Regions from separate parts of the Gossypium hirsutum genome. Here region 1 is linked to region 2. The links are chromatin contacts, called in public Hi-C maps. All regions are on one chromosome and are shown on one strand. Each heading gives the region's core, a stretch centred on a gene start, on an enhancer-like site or on the middle of the called end of the contact. The rest is flanking DNA. Distances are from core to core; before and after follow the strand shown. Region 1 holds the start of LOC107933525 (eukaryotic translation initiation factor 1A). Region 2 holds the start of LOC107933526 (jasmonoyl--L-amino acid synthetase JAR4).

Region 1 (3,548 bases), core at 600-3,099, 330 kb before region 2:
TTAAATAGTTAATAGAAAGATGATGTGATAGCTTTTAAAATTGACATAATAATAGCTTTAACCCTTAACATTTATATATTGTATTAATTTAGCCTTAATTTAAAAAAAATTAACTCTTAACATTTACACATTGTGTAATTTTAAAAGCTGTTGAGTTGTCAATGGGGCTACCACTGATGTTTTGCATCAAACATTGTGGGCAAAGAAGTAATGCAAATTGGATAGTTAAATCAAGTAAATGTGATTAGCAAGGTACATCTCAAACAATTTTCTAGTTTTTTACATTAGCGCTTACCATTGATTTAGCAATGGCACAAAGGCCTTTTCAGAGTTTAGAAGCAGATAAGTCAAGTGTCTTATAAACTAGAATTAGCAACAATATTTAAGGTTAACCTAATGTTTAATGTGGACATGCCAAAGCCTTTATGTGAGCATCAAGGGGATCTCAATTGAGGTCACAACAAGGGTAAGTAAGAGTGGACTCTTCGACCAAGATGTATAAGGGGGAAAAACAATGTGAGTTAGATATAAGCCGAGGCGAATGTCTCAAGGTAGGGAACTACCTAACAAAGTGACTAGTTGGGAATCAGTTGAGGCATTGTGGCAGTTCTGAGATGAGTTTAACCAGCATTTTTTCGAGCACGTGACAAGGGCTTCGCAAGAATGGGTTGAGGAGAATGTCACGGGCAACAAATCAAAGCTCGTGACTAATGGACACAAAATCACCTAATGAGGTCAACTGATCAATTTGAGCTCATTTAACCCATTTTGGACTGGTCTGATTCGTAAAACATAAAGGGATGCCCATTTACTTTGAAGCCTTGGTGGCCTAGTAAAACACTCTAGTAAATTAAGGTTAACAATGTAAATATTGTAATTCTAAAGGGATAAGGTTGTATAGTGTTTAAATCCCTTAAAATTTTTATATTGTAGATAGACATTAATCTTAGTCGTTGATGTAATTTAAATTGTATCATTGGATCTAAGGAGCTCAACTATAAATAGAGGTCTTCCTCATCATTTGTAGTCATCCTATTGAAGAGTAATCAAATACATTTGGTGTGCATTTGCTTTCTTATGTCATTTTCTATTCATTTGTTGTTTCTTTGCTTGAGAGTTTGCTTTTGTTAATTTATTTGTGAATTCTCACTTTTCAAGAGTTAGGCTAACTTAAGCAAAATTGAAACAAAGTTATTGCCTAAAACAGTATGGTTTGTTAGACTAAAGTTCTAATCCTATAACATAAACTTTAACCTGAAACTTTTGTTCAAAGACTTACCCATTTTTTAAATGGACAACTTGACATATAAAAGTAAAAAGTAAAAATAATTTAGTTGGTAAATTTTGCAAGTGAACGGCTTCTCTATTATAAATAGAAGATTAAAATATGTTATAGGTTGTTATACTATTTACAAATTTAGAATTAAATTCCTATATTTTTATTTATTGAAATTTAGTTTTTTATTTTTTAAAATTTGAAATTAAGGTCCAATCGTTAATGTTGTTAATATTTTTGTTAAATTTGTTGGTGTGACATTTTAAAATAAAAAAAATATTCACTTGATAATAAAGTAACTAAAAAAATAACATCGTAATAGACTTGAATTTAACAAAAATAATTTAAATAGCGTTAATAGTTGAACCTAGATTTTGAAATTTGAAAAATAGAAAAATTAAATTCTAAAAATAAAATTATAAGATTAAATTTTAATTTTATGAAGAGTAGAAGTTTTTAACTAAATATAAACAAAGATAAAAATTAAAAAATAGGTTGGGCAAAGTAAAAGAAAAGAAATAGAGGCATTCTAAATATTATTTATCGAGAAAGAAGAGGAAAAATTAAAGCTTTATTCATGTTTTAGCCCTTAAATTATACCTATTTTTCATATTGACACTTCAACTTTGCTTCTGTTAACATTTTCAATCCAAAATGTCAAACCGCGTTAAAAAAATCGAAACCCAATCAGATTGCGGCACTTGTTTTTCTATTATAAATAGTATAATTTTTATTAAATATATACATAACCTTAAATAAAATAAAAATATGAAAATTTGGTTGATCCGACGGTGGAAGAGGGAGATCGGAGAAAGTTAGCTTGCAAATTTTATTTTGATGAAACCGATTTCAGATTTAGAAAGACCATGAAAAAACGAACTTCGAGTAAAGCTTGGGGCTTCGTAGGCCACCGGCGACAGTGGCCAGCATGGCAGTAGGCGCGGCGGCCAGCACCGAACCTGGCAACCTGGGTTCTAGTTTTAGAGAGAGGGCAGAGCATTTTGGTTCTAGAGAGAAAAGGGCAGAAGAACAAGTAATGGTAAAAAATATAAAATTAAATAATTTCTTTTTTTATTTGTTGTTTAAAAAATTTATTTAACAAAACCCAAAAAATACGTGTCTAAATCTGATTGGGTACCTAATTTTTTTAAAACGCCGTTTGGCATTTGTAGTGGAAATATTAACAGAAGTAAAGTTGAGGTATCGATATGGGATCAATAAAAATTTAGGTATCAATGTGGGAAAATGGGAATAGTTTGGGGGCTAAAACGTGAATAAAGCCAAAAATTATAGAAAAGAAAAAGAAGAATCTTCAAATTAAAATTAAAAATTAGGGTTTACTTTTCCATCTGAAGAAGGGGGGAGAGCAATCGTTGCGAAGAGCCAAAGATGCCGAAGAACAAAGGAAAGGGAGGAAAGAACCGTAAGAGGGGAAAGAACGAGGCCGATGACGAGAAACGTGAGCTTATCTTCAAAGAAGATGGCCAAGAATACGCCCAAGTCTCACGCATGTTGGGTAACGGCCGCTGCGAAGCTATGTGCATCGACGGCACCAAGCGCCTCTGCCACATCCGGGGGAAGATGCACAAGAAGGTCTGGATCGCCGCCGGCGACATCATCCTCGTCGGCCTTAGGGATTATCAAGATGACAAGGCTGACGTCATCTTGAAATACATGCCCGATGAAGCTAGGCTTCTCAAAGCTTATGGTGAGCTACCCGAGAATACCAGGTTGAATGAAGGGATTGCTGGCGGCATTGATGAGGAAGATGATGGTGCAGGCGATGACTACATCGAGTTCGAGGATGAGGACATCGATAAGATTTAAATTTCTCTTCTTCTTTTTTGTCATTTTTGAATTTATTTTAAGATATGGTGGTGATATTTGCCGTATGGTCATGCTTTATTAAGCACAATGGATGCTGGATTTATGTTATTACACATGGATTTACCTTTTATTATGTTAATGGCATTGTTTTCTCTTTAAATTTGACATGGGTTTTCATATTTTGTCCTCATTTCTGAATATTGCAATTTAGTATGGGTTGATTTTTGAGTTTGGCTGGCGGATTTTGTTTTATTTGCTTTCATGTTATCATTTTCTTTTGAGAATTAGTTAAGATTTTGATTGTGGTTGTGGTCTGAGTCCTTTATTCCATTGGGGAGTTCTATTTGATTGCAGGGTGGCTTTGATTTCAAAGTTTTGTGGGAATATTATGGTTTTGATTTCAATGTTTTCTTCTTTTTGTTAGATTTTTATTGTTGTATGGAAA
Region 2 (3,446 bases), core at 886-3,385:
TGAATATATATATATATCTATTTGTAGTTAATGACTTACTCTTGAGAGGTATAAATTGTAATATGAGTTGGTTTGAAAATTATACAATAGTGTATTGTGAATTCGAATATAAGATAAAGGTATATGAGATGGTTATGACTAACTTGTGATTCGGCATTTTCTTATATAAATATTTATGCATATGATGAATTGACTTGATATTTATCTCATCTAAAAGTATACTACGTAATAGATAGGTAATATGTAAGATTATTTGTGTCTTAGAGAAAGTTTAGATGACCAAATTGATGATAAATAGGTTAGTTGTGTATCCGCATTTTTGGCATGTGAAATGAGTGCATTTCAAATCGTTACTTGTGTTATAAAATGGTTAACTATAAATAAATGATTGAGCATAATTTTAGTTTGTGAATTAAGCTTGATAAGTTTTGTTATTGATGTTCGATTATAGCTCATGTTCAATATGGTTAAAATGTGTATAAGGTTTATTTGTTTAATGAAACATATTTGATTATTTGTGAAGATATGAATGCCGTGTAGGCTGATGATTAAATTGCCATGTGTTAGGTTTTATTTGATTTAATTTGTACATGTTTCGAAATATGTCTTAAAATGTTTGATGTTTATTAGATATCCGAATTTGACTTGTATTTGTATATTATGTAATGATAAAATTTCGATTGATATTTAATTGGACATTCATATATACATATGAATATGACTTGTGTGAATATTTAGAGTTGTGCTTTTGTCCAGTAATTCCTCCGGACTCTAATCCGGCAACGGATATGGGTTAAGGGTGTTACAATTAGAGGACCTAAGAGTACCTTCCTTTTAGCTAACTTATTACTCTTGAAATTTATTGATTTGGAGATGTGTGAAATATACAACGGTGACCATACATTAGTTTTTGACTTTAATATAAAAAAATAAAAGAATTTGAGTAGTTTTTTTGGCATAATGTTAATTTGGCCTTGAACGTTTGTAATTTTTACCAATTTGACTTTTATCCTTTTTTTTAAGCTAAGTTTGACCATTCTTTCAAAATGAGTCAATTTGATTTTCTTTAACAAAAATACTGATTAAAACATTAATATTTTAATGATGATAGTGTGGCAACTCGTGTGACAATCTATGCATGTTTTATGCTGACATGACACTATTTGTCTTATAATCCGCATCAACAAATAATTTTAAAATTATAAAAATCTTCAAAAAATAACAAAATATCAAAATATCAAAAAAGCCTATAAAATGTTTATAAAAAATAGCATGAATTACACACGAATTTCCATGCGAGTTGCTATGTTTAAAAATTTAATATTTTAGTCAATATTTTTATTAATTAAATAATAATTTAACTCTTTTTGAAATGTTAATTGCCAAATTTAAATCTTTTTGAAAGGTTGAAGGTCAAATTGATAAAAATATAAATATTAAGAGTTAAATTTATCATTATTCTTTTTTAATATAAATACTTAGTAAAATTTTTTACCCTGCCTTGCTTTTAAATATTTAATGTATTTAAGAAGGAAAATTAAGAAGAGGAATAAAATAAATAAATCATTTATATTCTAGACTTAAAAGTTGAAATTGATATTTTATTGATTCAATTATGTTATTGTTAATATTAAAAAAATAAATGAAAAATAACTTTTTTCAAAAGGATAAATATCAACGTAAATTCAAATATCAAGACTCAATAGATATGGGTAATATTGTCAATGCAGGAGGACGTGAGTTCGAGTGCGTTGAAGCGCATTATTCTCCTATTTATGAGTTGAAGAATGGCTATGAGTATTTCTAGACATTTTCATTATCTATTCTTGTAGATTATCCATGTAAAGTTTAAATTAAATTTTTATATGAATGGTAAATACAAATATATTGATAAATTTAATGGTTGAATTGTTAAAATATTCTATTTATGCCTTATAAAATTTTAAATTAATAAAGATAAAATTATATTTTAACCCGTAAAAATAATAAAAATAATTTAATTTTTTAAAAATTATTAATATATAAACTATTAAAATCATGAAAATTTACATCTTTATTACCCTAACAACATGTTTTAGGCTTTTAGCTTCTCCGCTGTATAAATTAATAACAAAAATAAAATTATGATCGTATTCACTCTGAAAAGACTCTTAGGAGATTGGTTATATATTATATATGGTCGGATATAGATATATATGAAGGCCAGCGCGAATATCCATTGACCAGCTCAACGACCCAACCTTCCCCCCCCCCCCCCCCCACCAAAAAAAATAAAACTTCAACCCCTCCGTACATACAGAAAATTCTAAAATTTTCTCTTTGTTTTCCAGTGAGGATAACGCGGTGTTTTTGAGTTTTTTTTTCCTTTTATAACCTCTCTTTCTGCTCCTTTTTTTTCCTCAATTGAGAGTTATTTAATTCATGCTCTAAAGCTGCTGAGAGAAGGGAGATTTCTAGATTCGGATTTTCGAGGTATGCTGAAATTAGAGTTCTGTTTGTTATTTTATTTGATTTGTTTCGAGTTTTCAATAATGTTTGGTTAGTATATTAGTGCTTAATGGGTTCTTTTGGTTGTTTAGAAGGCTGATGAACGTGCGGGGATTTTTATCTTCGAAGAATTAAACTTAGTTTTGGAGTTTTATTTTTTATTTTTTTAAAAAAAGTTTGGGTGAGGTAATGGAGGGAAGTGGATTCAATTCAAGTTTTTAATTGTTCTGGAAATAAATTGTCTCCAACTCACTTATTTAGCTATTTTTTCGCTTAATATGAACATATTACGGAATTTATGAAAAATGCAATTCTTCTTCTTCTTCTTCTTCTACTGACTTTTAGCGTTTACGTGTTCATGGATCTATGTAAGTTGGTTGTAATTTCTGATTGGAAACTTCGAATCTGTATGACTGTTTTGGCCGAATGATTTAGAATAAATTTCAAGGAAATTAGACGATGAAAACCAAAACAGCTTATTGAGAGTTCAAAACGAAAAGATGACTTTTAGTGGATTCATCTAAAACGAGAGCTAATGGTTTAAATCTTAAATCTTATTGAGAGAAAAGCTTACAGGAAAACTGCAGAAATCTTCGAAAACTTGCAATTATTATCTTTTTAACTTTTGGTGAACATAAACTTTAAAGTTCATCTCCTTGTACTACTTGATTCTTCTAAATTCCTTTCTTCTAAGGGATGAAAATTTATATTCATTGAAACTGAACGAAAACCCTTTTATGGCGAAAATCCCAGTGTTTGGTTACAAATACTTTTCAAAGCAACCTATTTATATTTTATAGTCTAATTATATTACCAAAGCCGCCAAGCGTGCTAGCATATAATTTAAATCTTAAGATAAGTGAAGTTTCAACATTGGTTTTTCATCTAAGACTTAGTTCTTAGAAGACTAGATTTGATTTGTTGCATTTGCTCATAAAATCCAATATTTAAAGAGTCCA

Evidence for each region. A called contact is a pair of places that touch in the nucleus more often than the background predicts.
Region 1: a contact with region 2 is called in a Hi-C map of leaf, with 3 times the contacts expected there. The contact joins the promoter of LOC107933525 here to the promoter of LOC107933526 in region 2. A contact is called at or near these places in 7 of 34 Hi-C or Micro-C datasets (leaf, petal and seedling).

What each region holds. Positions count from the first base shown.
Region 1 is chrA08:102,670,718-102,674,265 of Gossypium_hirsutum_v2.1, reverse strand. LOC107933525 (eukaryotic translation initiation factor 1A) reads left to right here and starts at 1,849. Exons shown (of 1, transcript XM_016865758.2): 1 at 1,849-3,268. The coding sequence starts at 2,666. The coding sequence ends at 3,103.
Region 2 is chrA08:102,340,188-102,343,633 of Gossypium_hirsutum_v2.1, reverse strand. It overlaps LOC107933526 (jasmonoyl--L-amino acid synthetase JAR4), which reads left to right and starts at 2,135. Exons shown (of 5, transcript XM_016865759.2): 1 at 2,135-2,472.